Regions from separate parts of the Rattus norvegicus genome. Here region 2 is linked to region 1. Evidence: chromatin contacts called from public Hi-C data. All regions are on one chromosome and are shown on one strand. The core of a region is the stretch at or near the end of the contact, and the rest is flanking DNA. Distances in the headings are between cores, read along the strand shown.

The links. A called contact is a pair of places that touch in the nucleus more often than the background predicts.
Region 2: a Hi-C map of liver shows a contact between it and region 1, with 3 times the contacts expected there. The contact joins two enhancer-like sites. A contact is called at or near these places in 2 of 12 Hi-C or Micro-C datasets (the Rat2 cell line and liver).

Annotation. Positions count from the first base shown.
Region 1 is chr5:21,458,155-21,465,575 of GRCr8, forward strand. The region is part of intron 1 of Lyn (LYN proto-oncogene, Src family tyrosine kinase); the gene reads left to right. Among named protein-coding and RNA genes, the nearest start is that of Lyn, 25 kb to the left of the region's middle. Within about 2 kb of position 4,522, at least 2 of the 93 cell types and tissues checked have an H3K27ac peak or open chromatin away from gene starts, as enhancers often do. A contact at or near this core is called in liver, where this site is marked.
Region 2 is chr5:21,554,142-21,561,562 of GRCr8, forward strand. No RefSeq gene overlaps it. Among named protein-coding and RNA genes, the nearest start is that of Snord54, 60 kb to the right of the region's middle. Within about 2 kb of position 3,945, at least 3 of the 93 cell types and tissues checked have an H3K27ac peak or open chromatin away from gene starts, as enhancers often do. A contact at or near this core is called in liver, where this site is marked.

The DNA.
Region 1 (7,421 bases), core at 3,272-5,771:
AGTACTACTCAGCTATCAAAAAGAATAACTTCATGAAATTCAGTCAAATGGATGGAACTAGAAAATATCCTTCTGTGCGGTAACCCAATCTCTCTCTCTCTCTCTCTCTCTCTCTCTCTCTCTCTCTCTCTCTCTCTCTCTCACACACACACACACACACACACACACACACAATACACACATGGTATGCCCTCTCTGATACATGGATATTAATGCAAAAGCTTGAGTTACCCAAGATACAATCCACAGACCACATGAAGCTCTTGAAGTAGGCCAACCAATGTGTGGATGCTTCTGTCCTTCTTAAAAGGGGAATCAAAAATATTCATGGAAGGGGATATGGGACAAAGTTTTGAGTAGAGACTGAGGGAATGGCCATTCATAGCCTGCCCCACCTGGGAATCCAGCCCATATATGTACAGCCACCAAGCCCAAACAATATTGCTGATGCCAAGAAGTGCATGCTGACAGGAGCCTGATATAGCTGTCTCCTGAGAGTTTAAGCCAGAGCCTGACAAATACAGAGGCAAATGCTAGCAACAAAGCTTTGAACTGAGAATGGGATCCCTGTTGAAGGAATTAGTGAAAAGATTGAAAGAGCTGAAGGGGTTTGCAACCCAATTAGAACAGCAATATCAACCAATCAAAGCTCCCAGGGACTAAACCACTACCCAAAGAGGACAGACCCATGGCTCCAACTGCATATGTAGCAGAGGATGGCCAACTGCATATGTAGCAGAGGATGGCCTTGTTGGACACCAATAGAAGGAGAAGCCCTTGGTCCTTTCAATGCTAGGCCCCTCACAGTAGAGAAATGTCAGGGTGGGGAGGCAGGAAGGGGGGTCGTTGGGGCGGGGGAACACATTTATAGAAGTGGGGAAGGGGGACGGAAGAGGGGGCTTATAGACAGGAAACTGGCAAAGGGAATAATATTTGAAAGGTAAATAAAAAGTGTATTTTTTAAAAGTGTATTTGAGCCAGCCATGGTGGTACACTCAGATCTGAGTTTAAGGTTACCCTGGTTTACAGAGCTAGTTTCAGAGAAGCCAGGGCTCCACAGAGAAACCCTGTCTCAAAAAGATAAAATTAAACCAACCAACCAAAAAATAATAAATAAAAACAAAAAACAAAAAGCCCTTTGCTTCATTTGATTCTTTTTGATGTTATGAAAAAAATCAGATTTTATATGCAGGAAAGTAATGTTTTTCTATTATTTCTTTTAAGCCTATTTATTTTCTGTGTACTGTCATTTTGGCTGCATACATGTCTGTGCACTGCTTATGTGCCTGGTGACGAAGGAGACCAGAATAGCACACTATATTCCCTGATTGTGGAGTTAGCACCATGTGTGTGCTAGGAATTGAACATTGTGTCTTATGGAAAAGCAGCCAGTGCATCTAACAGCTGAGCCATCTGACTAGCCCCTCTACTGTGTCTTAGCCTCTCGGCTACAAGTAAAGAACAGTTTAGGTGTTCATCTGAGTAACCATTTAGGACCAGAGTGCTCTGGAATTTGTTTTTCAGTCTTTGAAATATATGTGATACCTATGAAATACCTTAGCTATGGGTTCTAAGCCTGCACATGAAACCCATTATGTTTGATGTGTGCCTTATATACCCTGGAGGCTCGGTGGGCCTGTGTTTTGACTGCAAGCAATCACATGAGATCGGGGCTTTTTCTTCTTGTGGCTTTTATTGGTGTGTGAATATTTCAGATTTTGGAGTACTTCAGGTTTCCACTTTTTTTTTTTATTAGAAACATTCATTACCCTGTTCATGCTTCTTAAAATGTCATGAAACTACAGAGAAAGCCCAAGTTCTTTTCTCCATGTAAATAGGCATCAGGCTTCCTATGAGGTGGTTCCTGGGAACTTGACTGTAAAGATCCTGGTAGCTGGACACATTTGGCTTGTATTTCCTTCTCGTTTATTCTCCATTATTCTTCAACTCTGATATTCCTTGATTTAAATGGAAAACCCATGGCTTCCTAACACTCCAAAATACTCAGTTTACTGAAAAGGCATACAGTACTCTAAACCTTTAAAACAACCTTTAAAAAAGTTTTATCTTTAATTATGTGTGTATGTGTCTTGAGTTTAGGGAGTTTGGGCTGCTAGTGAGCTGCCTGACATGGGTTAGGAAATGCTGGGGTCCCTTGCAAGAACAGTAAGTGCTTTTACCCATTGAAACATCTCTCCAGCTGCCCAAAATAGCTTTTTATCGTCGATGTGTTCATTACTGCTCTTATTGCCATGATAAAATACTCAGGGGCACAACTTAAGGAAGAGATGGTTTAACTTGCCCCACAGTTAGCCTGCCCACTGTGAGGGGAAGGGTGTGGCTGGGAGGGAGTGAGGGAGTGAGGGAACTCTGGTTGTGATGGATGAATGCTTTCCTCCACTTCCCCTTTTCATTCAGTTCAGCACTGCAGCACATGGAGAGACCTTCTCACAGACAGAGAAGGTCTTCTCTCCTCAATCAAGCCTCTGGTAACTCCCTCCCTGGGGTGTGTTACCTGGGTGATTCTTAAAATCTGTCAACTTGTTGACCATCGTAATCAGCAAATAGTTATTTTACTTTTGAAAAGAATAACAAAAGAAGAATATAGACTTGATGCTAAGAAATAGCAATATTTTTCCTGGCTTTGTTCCTTCAGTCAACTTTTACATTGTTTTATATAAGCCAGGTGTGATGGCTCTTGTCTTACCTGTAGGTCAAGACTTAAAGATCCCTTGAGCCTGGAAAACTCCAGGCAAATGCTTTCAATGATTTGTTCACAGGGTCTGGTGTTTTTCAAATTGAACTATTTCTATTGTAACTCACTTAACTTTGCAGACTTTGGGGGTCCGATTTATATTGCAGTTTCTGGAAACCTTGTTGGGAGCATGGGGAAAACTCTTACCATGTCCTCCATTAAGCCAATTAAGTCTCTTGTCTCTTGATCGCCCTCATCCTTTAAGATGGCTGTGCGGCCTACCTCAGAACAAATACCACTAGGAGGGAGCCTTGCAGGAGAAACCAAGTTTTCAGTTCTTATGTGATGTTGGACATGGAACCCAGGGTTCATTCTCTACTTTGGAGCAATGCCCTCTGTCGCAAACTTAACTCTGAAGGCTATGCTATGATCACCTTCTTTTGCCACATTCTATTGTACACTCCTGCAGTGAAGATGATGGCACCGATGTCCCTCCCAGGTTTCCTTTAGGGAAGGTATTGGTGAGCTTTGGGTTCCCCACCTAAGTAACAGACTGGTCCACAGTTTCTTGGGGTTCTCACAGGATACAGTGAGGACTGCATGATGGGTCTTCAAAGCCCTTTTCTTCTCCACAGGCAGCACCAGGGAGGTCTACTAGATAGGTACACACCCATCTCAGGACCCGGTTCCACAGTCGGAGGCACAAATCCTCACTATCGGAGACATAGCATTAGGCAAGCCACTGTCCCACATCTTCTGTAGCCACAAGAGATTTGGTAATTAATGATAGAAGTTCATTTTGAAGTTTTTCTGTGGATATGTCCAAGCATAAGAGAGGCTAGATAAACATTCACTTTTGTTTTTTGTTGAAACTAGAAACTAGTAATTATTTAGACCACAGAAGTTTTGGACTGGGCTTTTTTCTGTATAGTCTGGCACTAATTTTTTTTTTTTTTTTGAGCCAAGGTCTTGCTATGTTGCCTGGGCCTCTCTCAAATTCCTTGAAGTAGCTGGAACCGTATGCACATGCCACTGTGCTTGAGTGTTATTTATTTTTTAATACTGGGACTTGAACCTAGGTCCTCATGCACGCTAGGCAAACACTATAATTTATATAACTGGTCTAACCCTCATCATCGCAAAATTTCTTTCTTCTATCTCTTTCTTCCTTCCTTCCTTCCTTCCTTCCTTCCTTCCTTCCTTCCTCCCTTCCTTCCTTCCTTCATTTCTTTAAGTGCAGGCTCTTACCCTATAAGGCCAGGCTAGCCTTGACCTCCTGATCCTCTTCCCCACTCCCTATGTCTCACATCTTCCTCATTTGCACAAAATAAAGCCCTTTGCAAGGACCGTAGTGATCTGCACCCAGATGCATGCTTTGACTTGAACCACCATTGTATTTTGAAATGTTTGCTAAAGGGAGAGAATGTTTGGACAAACGGAAGACGGACAAGGGAGACACTCACACCAGGGTGATTTGTTTCCCTGCGTTGTTTAGTCTCTCTAGGAAGTGGAAGAAACTTCCTGGCTCTTAGTTCCTCGCATCCTTCCCAGGGGACCTGAACCCCGCTGAGGGTGCCTCCCGCCTCCTCAGCTGATGGAGAGATGCATGCAAAGTCAAGGCGAAGCTCTCTCCTTCCATGAGTGGTTACTCTTCAAGGAACAAGAGAGGAAGGGAGCCAGGGCTTGATCCATTGGGCACAGACAGGAAAACAAGTCTCTTCTTCAGCTGGAAAATTTTTATAATGACGCAACATTGTGAATGTTTGTTTTACCTTCTTATAAAGCAATAATTAACTTTTACTCAAAAGTCTAGTGAAGCAGCAGTCAGCTATTAGATGAGCACACTCTATTAGATGCCTAGTTTCTTAGAAGGTGTTTTACTCGAGCGTGTTACAGACGAGGGCGCTGGGATGCACAGATACTTACGAAGTAAATGGGACATGGGTCAGCAATCTCAAACGTTGTGCTTCCACACGTAGGAGGCAATGCCCTTGACTTTCGTCTATCAGTTGACTTTTGAAAAACTCACAATAAATAGGAGGTAGGGAATATTTTTGGAGCATGCCCTGTGTGCATTTCTTATTCTAAACACTAGCCAAGCTTTGAGTCATTTGGCCATGGAGCCTTTATGAAATAGGCGAAGTTAGTCTAGTGTACAGATAAGGTTAAAGTGTCACTGTGGTGTTGCTCAATGAGGTGGGGCTGGAACCTGAACCCAGGAATCTGCCCTCAGACTTAGTGTAGCTACAAGAATGGGAGGTTCAGATGCTGACTTGGGAAGGCAAAGGCCCAGACACTCCAACCAGGCAGGGCAGCACCACAAGATGGTTCTGCTTCTGCCAATATGTGCCAGCTTATTGTGGTCACAATTTAAATAAACGCAGAAATAAATTCAATGAAATTAAAAAGGAATTTGAAACGTTGAGTAGAGTCTACATCGTGATTAGTCAATGTGACCCATGTTGACTTCAGCAAAAACTTAGTTCCTATCCTATTACAGTTGTCACCATTAATTGGGAACAAATATTTCTTGGTGTGTTTCACCTTTCTCCTTGGCTGGCTGGTTTTCTGCTTGTCTTTTTCTTCCTACCTGACAGATGCTCTTTGATACTGGAATTTGGAAATGGTACTACAAAATCTTAAACATTGAGAGGTTGTTAGATTTTAATTTAACAGATTGCTATCAGCAAAAGGAAGATTATGTGGTTTTATAACTGAATAGTTTATCCTCCTCCTGGTTTCTTGGTGGCATCTGTGCAACCTGTATAGGATATCTGAGAAAAACCAGTTTATTCCCAAGAAATGAAGTGAATTTCATGACTGCTGCATACACTCAAACAGCTCATATATGGAACTACTGATGTTGGGTAGCCGATCTCTCCGTGTACCAGTGGTCACTCTCTGACAAGGATAACAGTTAAACAATGACTAAGGCCACAAGTTTGCTTTAGAAAAGAGCAATATATTTAGATTTTCCCACTTTCTTTCATTGCTAGGGTATCAGATGATTTGTTTAGCAAAAGCTTAATTTCTCGTCTCAATGAAGTCAGTATAAGTATGAATGTTTTGACCACTGACTTGGATACAGAAAAAGATTGATGTGTCAGGTCGTGTACTTGGTACTTGTCCCTGGGCATCAGATGCCCTGGAGCTGGAGTTACCTGCAGCCGTGTCTGTCCAGTATCTCAGGGGCTGGGAACCACTGACCCATCTCTTCAGCCCCAATAGCCTGAGTTCTTGCAGGCCTCCCCCTACCAAATTAGCATTTAAGCTACAAATAGGAGACCCTGCAGTTCTATCTCCAACCCCATAGGCAGCAAGAGCCACATGGTTAACCCCACCAGTGCCAAGCCTTATACTGCTAGCTTTGTAGTTTGCTACATACAGAGAGGGATCCCGCACCATTGCCCAAGAAAAAGTACTGAAGAGGAGGAAGAGGAGGAAGAGGAAAAGAAGAGAAAGAGAAGGAAGAGGAGGAGCAAAAGGAGGAGAAGGAGAAAAGGAGGAGGAAGAGGAGGAGGAGGAGAAGAGGAATAGGAAGAAGGAAGAGGAAGAAATGAAGAAGATGAGGAGGAAAAGGAAGGAGACAGAGGAGACAGAGGAGGAAGAGGAGGAGAAGACGGAGGAGGAGACAGAGGAGGAGGAGACAGAGGAGGAGGAGGAAGAGGAGGAGGAGGAGGAGGAGACAGAGGAGGAGGAGGAGGAAGAGGAGGAGGAGGAGGAGGAGGAGACAGAGGAGGAGGAGGAGGAGACCAGTGAAACCAGTGATGGTTAGTAAGATGCTTCTGCCAAGCTCTTTGTTGCTCAGGTTTCTTTTGCTGTTATTCTTTGAGTTCAGATATGAAGCCACAATGGAAGTGAATAAATTCTAATCCCCTTCCCCTCCCGAATAGGGCAGAGAATGGTAACGCCATATGGGATCATTATTATAGCAACCATCCTACAGGAAACCTGAAGTAAAATCCACCAGGTCCTCTATTGCTTTGATTTTAGTTTATAGGTTCAGGTCAGGGTGAGGCAATGTCCCCTACACTGTAGTTCTTCCTAGTTGTCTCTGCCCTCTAACGACACCTTGGGTTTTGGGTGGGATGGAGGCGCACTTTGTGAGACAGGCTCACTCTCACAGACGGTATTGCTAGGGCCATTTTGTGCACAAAATGGGAAAGCACAAAGCTTCTGTCACTCTGGGGATGTCCTACTCAGGGCTGAATTGTCACGGAGCAGGAGGCCTGCTCTCTTGTCTTGATTCTAGCAGCTCTTGGCTTGGCATGCTTACACTCTGCATAGCAGCCCACGAGTGAGGAAATGTACACAGTAGGCAGCCATGAAGTAGTTCCCTGGTAGCTCCATCACTCTATAGTTTTTCCTGTCGTTTTGTTTCTTTTACATGTCAGATAGGGTACCTATCTCATCAAGGACTGAGATAGCTAAGCCACACTGTGAATGTGGCTCTTGAATGTTGACAAGATTCCCCATCTCAGAGCTGATCTTTCTTGATCTTTGTGAGTTCTTTACATGGTTGAACTAGGGTCGGTCATTATGTGAAAATTGTTTAACAAAGAAATAGGTGGCCAGTGAGATGGCTTGGTATGTAAAGACACTTGCCACCAAATCTGATGACTAGAGTTCAATCCTTGGAGGACACATGGTGGAAAGAGAGCCAACTCCCATAAATTGCACTCTGATCAATGCTCTCTCTCATTGGCAGAAAACACCTGTTATATGA
Region 2 (7,421 bases), core at 2,695-5,194, 95 kb after region 1:
TGGCACTTTATCAAAGTTTTCTCCATTTCACACAACAGCCCTGAAATTCTTAAAAGATCTAATTTCATGACTGAGCGATCCAGTGCATTCAACACTGAAGGACTAAACTGGGGCTTGTTTGTTTGTTTGTTTGTTTTCCTTGTTTCCTTGTGAGATAAAATGAGAGCACTTAATTTCAACCTCAAGGCCACTAAGAGCATCTACCTTATAAAATCAAATCCTGAAGAATTTTGGTAGCAGATGAGCCCTGATTCAGTTGGATGTTCTGATTGCCATGGATTTACATTTCAAAAGGATCCAATAAAGTCCACATAGATACGACACGTTTCCTTAAGTAATTTTTTGTGTATACAATATGTCATACAAGCCATGTTTTGAGGCTAGCCTTGGCTACTCTTTTAATTAGGGTCTTATTCCTGGAAACATGGCGGGCAGTTGTGTTTGCACCATAGCTGAGAATTCTACATCGCAGGCAGCAGGAAGGAAGAGTAAGCTACTAGGCCTAAGACTAGCTTCTAAAACCTCAAAGCACACTCCTGGTGACACTCTTCTTCCAACAAGACCACACCTCCTCCAACATGACCACACTTCCTAATAATGACATTCCCTTTGGGGCCATTGTTTTCAAACCACCACAGTCATACACCAAGACTCAGCCTCAAAGTTAATAAAATGTCATGTAAGAGTTAAGCTCACCAATATACTTTTAAAACACACTTTGTAGGGATTATAGCCTTTAAAATTAAATGTTTTGATAATATTTTTGGTCCATTTTATGAGGGAGACTATATTAAAACTAATAACACTTTTTTTCTTCAGCAAGCTCTAGACCATTATATAGAAAGTTTTCCAATTTAGTTCCCTGTGCTTTGTGTGTGTGTGTGTGTGTGTGTGTGTGTACATATACATGTGAATGTATAAATGTGTTTGACGTGTGATGCATGTGTGCATATGTGTGTATGTGTGTGTGTGCGCATGTGATGTGCGTGTGTTTGCACACGAGAGTATGTGTGATGTGTGAGGGAACAAGGGCCATGCTTGCACGTCGACAACTTTGTTGTCTTCTTCCAACTTTTCTTGGTTCCAGAGATGTAACTCCAGTAATCAGGCCTGGGGGGCCTTTAACTGCTCAGGAACTCCACCGAGCCTGTGTCCTGTGCTCTCGGAAATCTGTTAGGTGCTTCAGAGAGGCATGTTACTAGGATGGCCACAGCATCACTGCCCTTCCCTGAGTGTGGAAATGACAGTGGCAGTCCCCATGGCATTCATCTCTAGGATACTGGAAAGACAATTGGAATCATCTAGATTGTCAAACTCTACAGAGCTTATGTGCGCCAGAGGAGACGCCACATCAGAAAACAAGGATAGCTGAGTTCTATTTACTTTTAGTCTTATCCCTTAGCTTCTGGAGTCATTTGGATTTTCAATTTCAGATTTTTTTTTGTAACTTTCCATTTGTTCTTTGTCAATTTCACATCATGCACCTCCATCCCACTCATCTCTCCCTCCACTCATACCTGCCCTCCACCCTTGTAGCCTCCCCTAAAACAGAGAAAAGTATCTTATTGTGGAAGCTGTAGTCTGCCATAGTGTGTCCCACAGTACACTCTTTTGTTCACACTTCTTTGCTTACACGTGTTCATTGCAATGACTCCTTAGTCTGGGGTGGGGCCTCTGGCTTCTGCTCCTCTTATCAATACTGGAACTCACTGGGACTTCTCTTGGATATCCTATTGTTGCTCTGTGTCATGGAGATCCTATAGTTTGGGATCTATAGGCCTGGTCCCTTCATGTACCCCAGCAGTTCTTCAATGGGGTAGACGTTGGAGTGGCCAATGCAAAGCTCTGGATCTGGGCCTTAGAGAAATCTGAACTCCTCAGCCCATTGACTCTCCTGCTCTCCTGACCTCAAGCCTACCCTCCTCACTTCCCCCTCCCCGACAACCAGGGCCAGCTCTACCCTGCTGTGCAGGTGAGGTATAGGCTTGTTCTCCTGCTTGCCATAGGTGTTGAGTGATGAGGAAGGGAAGGAGAGCATCTCTCCTGCACTACCATAGAGCAGACAAGAGGCAGAACCAGCTCTCCTGTGCTCACACCCTCAGGCTGGCTCACCCGTAACCCCCATGTCCAGGGCCAACTCCACTGTGCTGCCCAGTCAAGGTGTAGAACCCGCTCTCCAAAGTGTTGCAGCAGGTGAGGGCAGGGTCAGCTCTCCTACTCTGATGACCTTGGGCCAGCTTCCTCCCTGCTATTCATTCTGCACTGTCTCAACAGACACTTCCCTGCGGAGGAAACCACAGTGGATGTATTGGGGACAGAAACATTTAGCCTTAATATTGCCTGCTTAGTGGTGAAAAGCACAGCAAGGACAAGATAGAACCAGAAAAGGGACAGCTCGGGCATACAATGTGAGGAAGAGGAGCTTCAGGGACAAGACAGCAGCAAGGGAAGAGGCACAGAGAGGGATGGGACACATCAAAGACAGACCCTGCCTTTCTGAACTTCCTGGCAGGCTCCTTACAGTGGCTCACTGGGTCTCCCAACTCAGACAAGGCCCTAGAGTGGCAGCGATGGTGTACCTCTTTGAGACTTGCTGCAAGGCAGGTGCTTAGAAGCCAAGAAACCTGGGTCAGACCATGGTTCAGAGAAGTCCAAGTTAGGAGTGGGCCTTACAGAGACCATGAGGTGGCAGCACCACCTGACTGAGGAGCCTCCCATGTCTACAGCATGCACTGCAACAACATTGTCAGGCAGAGCAAATCTGAGCATCTGTAGGAAGTCCAGGCAACAGGGAAAGGCTGTGAACTGGCTACTTTGAATCTTTGCAGTCAGTTCTGACTGATGGGGATGATTCCTGACTGTCTACTACTCAGCCCTGGGTGGGTAGGACAGGTAGAAAATGGCATAAATTCCTGGATAGTTGGTCTGCATATTAAAGACGAGCTGGAGTTGAGGGGAGGTGTGGGGTTCTTTTGAAGCACTGGCCCCGGGAAAGACCTTCCCTCTAAGATCACAAAGGCCCCAGAGGTCAAAGCTTCGGGAACAGAGAATTAAAATGCAAGCTGAAGCACAGAGTCAAAGACAGCAGTAGGTTGAGGGGAGAGGGTACAGTACAAACAGGCAGAGTGAGACAGTGTTTGCACACTCCAAAGAAGAACCAAAGTTTCTGGAATAGAAATAAGACTGCCCTGATTCACACCCCAGCACCCAGGAAGGCACTTGGGAGGGAAGGAGGGTGTATCCTGATTAGAAACTGTAGGGAAGACAGAGGCAGCTCTGTTTGTGCGGCAGGCAGGCAGGCAGCAATGCTAACATCACAGAAGCTGTGGACTCAAACCTGAAGACGATGGCAGAGAAGATGAAGTCATTGTGACGGAGACAAAGCATCTGACATCCACAGTGACCTGTCAGCTGGCTCACCAGAAGGCCAGCCACGGGGCTCCAGCAGGCACCTCCTTCCTAGGCCTTCTCCACAGTTGCTCTCAGAGAATACCAAATGTGCCATACACCACCAAGCTTTGGAAGTGTACTCTGGTCGCCTCGGAATCGAAGCCTGTCTCAGCTTTCTGAACGCTTCAGGTGTAAAGAATGTGAATTAGATACAGGCCTCCCACCAAGGGTAGTTGCCAAGCGGCCTTAGCGAAGGCTGTCATTTCAGTTGGGTGACTTCAAAGAAATAGATTTCTCACCACTAAGAGGCCAGATGCGATTATCAAGTTGTGGGCAGACTGGCTTCCTCCTAAGGCCTTTGTCTGGCTTGGCACCTTAAGCCTTTTAAACACCAACACTCCCTATGAGCCTATGGGGGCCATTTTCATTAAAACCACCACAGATAGGCTGTGAATAAATTCAGGCTTAGAAAGGTTCAAAGGCCAAGGGAGGCCAATAAAACTGTGTACAACTTAATCAGGCCATCTCTATGTGCTATGTCCAACACTGGGAGGGCAGCCAAACAACCCAATTTTAGACTATGCCCCTGCTTTAGTAGGGCTGAGTCTGTTCCTAACTGATCTCTACACTGTCAATGTGGCTTCTTTTCCTTTTAATAAAACCAATGCTGGCTCATATTCTCTATTTCCCAAGAGTATTATGGGCTGAACTTCAGCTCCAAATTTATATGGTGAAATCTTTACTCCCAATACCTCAGTGCGACTGTAGTCGGATCTAGAGTTTTTACAGAAATAGGATAAATGATGTTGTAGACGTGTAGTCTAAATCAGTAAGACTGAGGTCCATGTAACAAGAGGGAATTTGGACACAGGTAAGTGCAAAGAGGAGAACACGCAAAAGCAGGAACAAGACATAGTAAGTAGGAAAAAGTTGGTCATAGTAAGTAGAAAAGGCTGTCATCCAAATCATCGTGCAAGGCTAAGCACACTTGTCAGGCATGCATGAGACCCTAGGACTAGTCCCTAGTACCCTATGTGAATTAGCACCTGAATTAGCCCCCTCAGTCCCAGTCATCTCTGTAAAGTACCAGAAAAGAAGGTAAAAAGGATGCCTCCCCACACACATATACAAAACCACACAGACTGAGTGTGGTGGGAGGCCTTAGTAAGCAGGAAACAGTGAATGCACATGCAGAGGCTGCACTCGCTGCTGCTTGTGAGCCTACAGACAGTTCGGACCAACCGACATAAGCAAAAAGCATCAAAATGAGGGACAAGGACAGATGGCTCAGTAACTGTGATGGTTCGTATATGTTCGACCCAGGGAGTGGCACTGTTAGAAGGTGTGACCCTGTTTCAGTAGATGTGTCACTGTGGGTGTGGTCTTTAAGACCCTCATCCTAGCTGTCTGGAAATCAGTATTCTGCTAGCAGCCTTCAGGTGAAGATGTAGAACTTGCAGCTCCTCCTGCACCACCCCTGCCTGGATGCTGCCGCCATGTTTCCCCCTTGATGATACCGGACTGAACCTCTGAATCTGTAAGCCAGCCCCAATTAAATGTTGTCCTTATAAGAATTGCCTTGATCGGGCTAGAGAGATGGCTCAGTGGTTAAGAGCACTGACTACTCTTCCAGAAGTCCTGAGTTCAATTCTTAGCAACTACATGGTGGCTCACAACCATCTGTAATGGGGATCTGATGCCCTCTTCTGGTGTGTCTGAACACAGTGAAGTATACTCCCATACATGAAAGAAATAAATCTTAAAAAAAAAAAAAGTATTATCTTGGTCATAGTGTCTGTTCACAGCAGTAAAACCCTAAGGCAGTCAGTCATTAAGAGCGCCAGAGGACCTTTGTTCAGTGCTCACATAAGTGACAACTGTACCTCCAGTTCCTAGAGATCTGATGCCCTCTACAGGCCTCCATGGGCACCAGGGATGCATGTACAGGCAAAGCACTCACACGTGCAAAATAAAATGAAATTTTAAAAAAAATAAGGGAGGGGGGCAGCATAGCAGCATAACTCCAGAGACTCCTCAGGCACCCTAAGCACATGTCACGCCAAGCCAGGCCCTGCTGGACCCCACAGCTACTTCAGCAGTGGGTCAGCATCAGGAGAACTGTTTCCTGGCAGAGGACAACCAAACACATCTTGAATCTCATGATATAAAAATACATTCTGCACTCAAGCTCTTAGCTACATTTGTGGGCACATACACACATCTGGCTACAATTCTGTCAAGAAAGATGGTTTCCATTTTTTGATTCTAAGGGACGTGTAGGCACGCCAAGGTCAAGCTATGTTTAACATAAAATAGTTAGGAGACGGGATTCTTTTTGTTGCTGTTGCTGCTTCCTAGAGACAAACTCTCCCTGATGTTTGTTCTTATAGTCCTTGAAGAGTTTCCTGGTTTTGTTGTTGTTTGTTTATGCAGTGTTAGATTGAACCCAGGCCTTGGACGTGCTGTATCAATTCTTGGCCCCTGAACCACACCCGCAGTCCAAATTGTCTTATGCTGCTGCTGAAGCTGTTATTGGAAGCCATTTCTTTCTCTTAAAGAAACCAGAATTTGGGAAGCAAAAACAGGAATGAATTTATTGTCAACCACGAGAATAAAGACACTAGAATCTCATTGACTCGCTCTCTAAATCAGTCATATTTACTAATCACCTGCCGTAGAGCAGGCACCATGTTGGATGGGTGCTAGGGAAAGCTGATATATGACGATTATCTAGGCATAAACCTCACCTTCCCAACACACCCTTAAAGCTACGGTGACCACTGTCATCGTCTTTGCTGAACACGTGAGCGTCAGCGGTGAGGAGACGTAGACAGCTCCATGCTGTCACCCTAAGCAGAATGGGGAGCACCTCCCCTAACCTCTCAGAACCTCAACTCGGGGCCAAACCGAGATTCACATCTTTGACTCAAAAGAAAAACAAAACAACGGTAAAAACGACTTCCAGGTGTACACGAAGCACACTTGGAGCTTTAATTAAAGATAATTTAGCATAGACTTAAACACAAGGGTTAGGAGGAAGAGGGGTGCCTAAGGACAGCCTAGTATAGGCCAGTGGAGTCACAATTAACTAGTCATCAATATTATTTAGGTGGTTCGCAAGTTACATCTAAAAAGGCTGCAAAGAAATCTTTTCCCCTCCTTTCCTTGACAAGCACGATTAGAATTTAAATCTGAAAGAATAAAAGCAGAAGCCTTTACGGTTGCACATCGTGTTCAGAGGGTGTTCTTTCCCTGTAAGTGGGACTTCTGGGGCAATTTCCGGGAAGTTACAGGTTTACAGCTGCAATGAGAGGAATCCTGCTTCTTGCTTCTCTGTTGGTGAGAGGGTTTGAAAAGAGCTAGGACTCCATTTTTGTTCCTATCAGCTGTCGTCATTCTCTGGTAGGCCCAGCACCTATGCTAATTGAACCCATTGGGTAAAAGAACGCAGTACAATTAAGCAGAGGCCTGAGGGAAAAATGGGAGGTCATCATTGCCAAGAGAGTGGTGACTGTGCTGCCCTTAAGGAGCCCATATTTTAGGTATCCAGGATCTGAGTTAGATTTATTGTTTCTAGAAAGAATGTATTCTTCATGAATCAACCAATTTTGTTTACATTCTCAGCCAAACCCCTTTGCTATTTGTATAATCTAGATATATCATTTTCTTCCTTTCTGTGCATTAGCCTCGTGCCGTTTAGTCAATTTTGTAAAACCTAATTGTGTATCAAGAGCTTTAAAATACTGATATAATCTAACCCAGTGTGACCTTCAGAAATCTTAAATATGCAAAACAAGGCAAGAAGCCTTAAATAACTACTTGCAAGACATAGCTCAGCGGTAGAGTTCCTGTGCAGAATCCATAAGGTTCTGAGTTCAATCCCTAGGCAGACACACACACACACACACACACACACACACACAGAGAGAGAGAGAGAGAGAGAGAGAGAGAGAGAGAACACAGAGAGAGAGAGAACACACACATACACCACACACACACACACACACAGATAACACACACACAGAGAACAC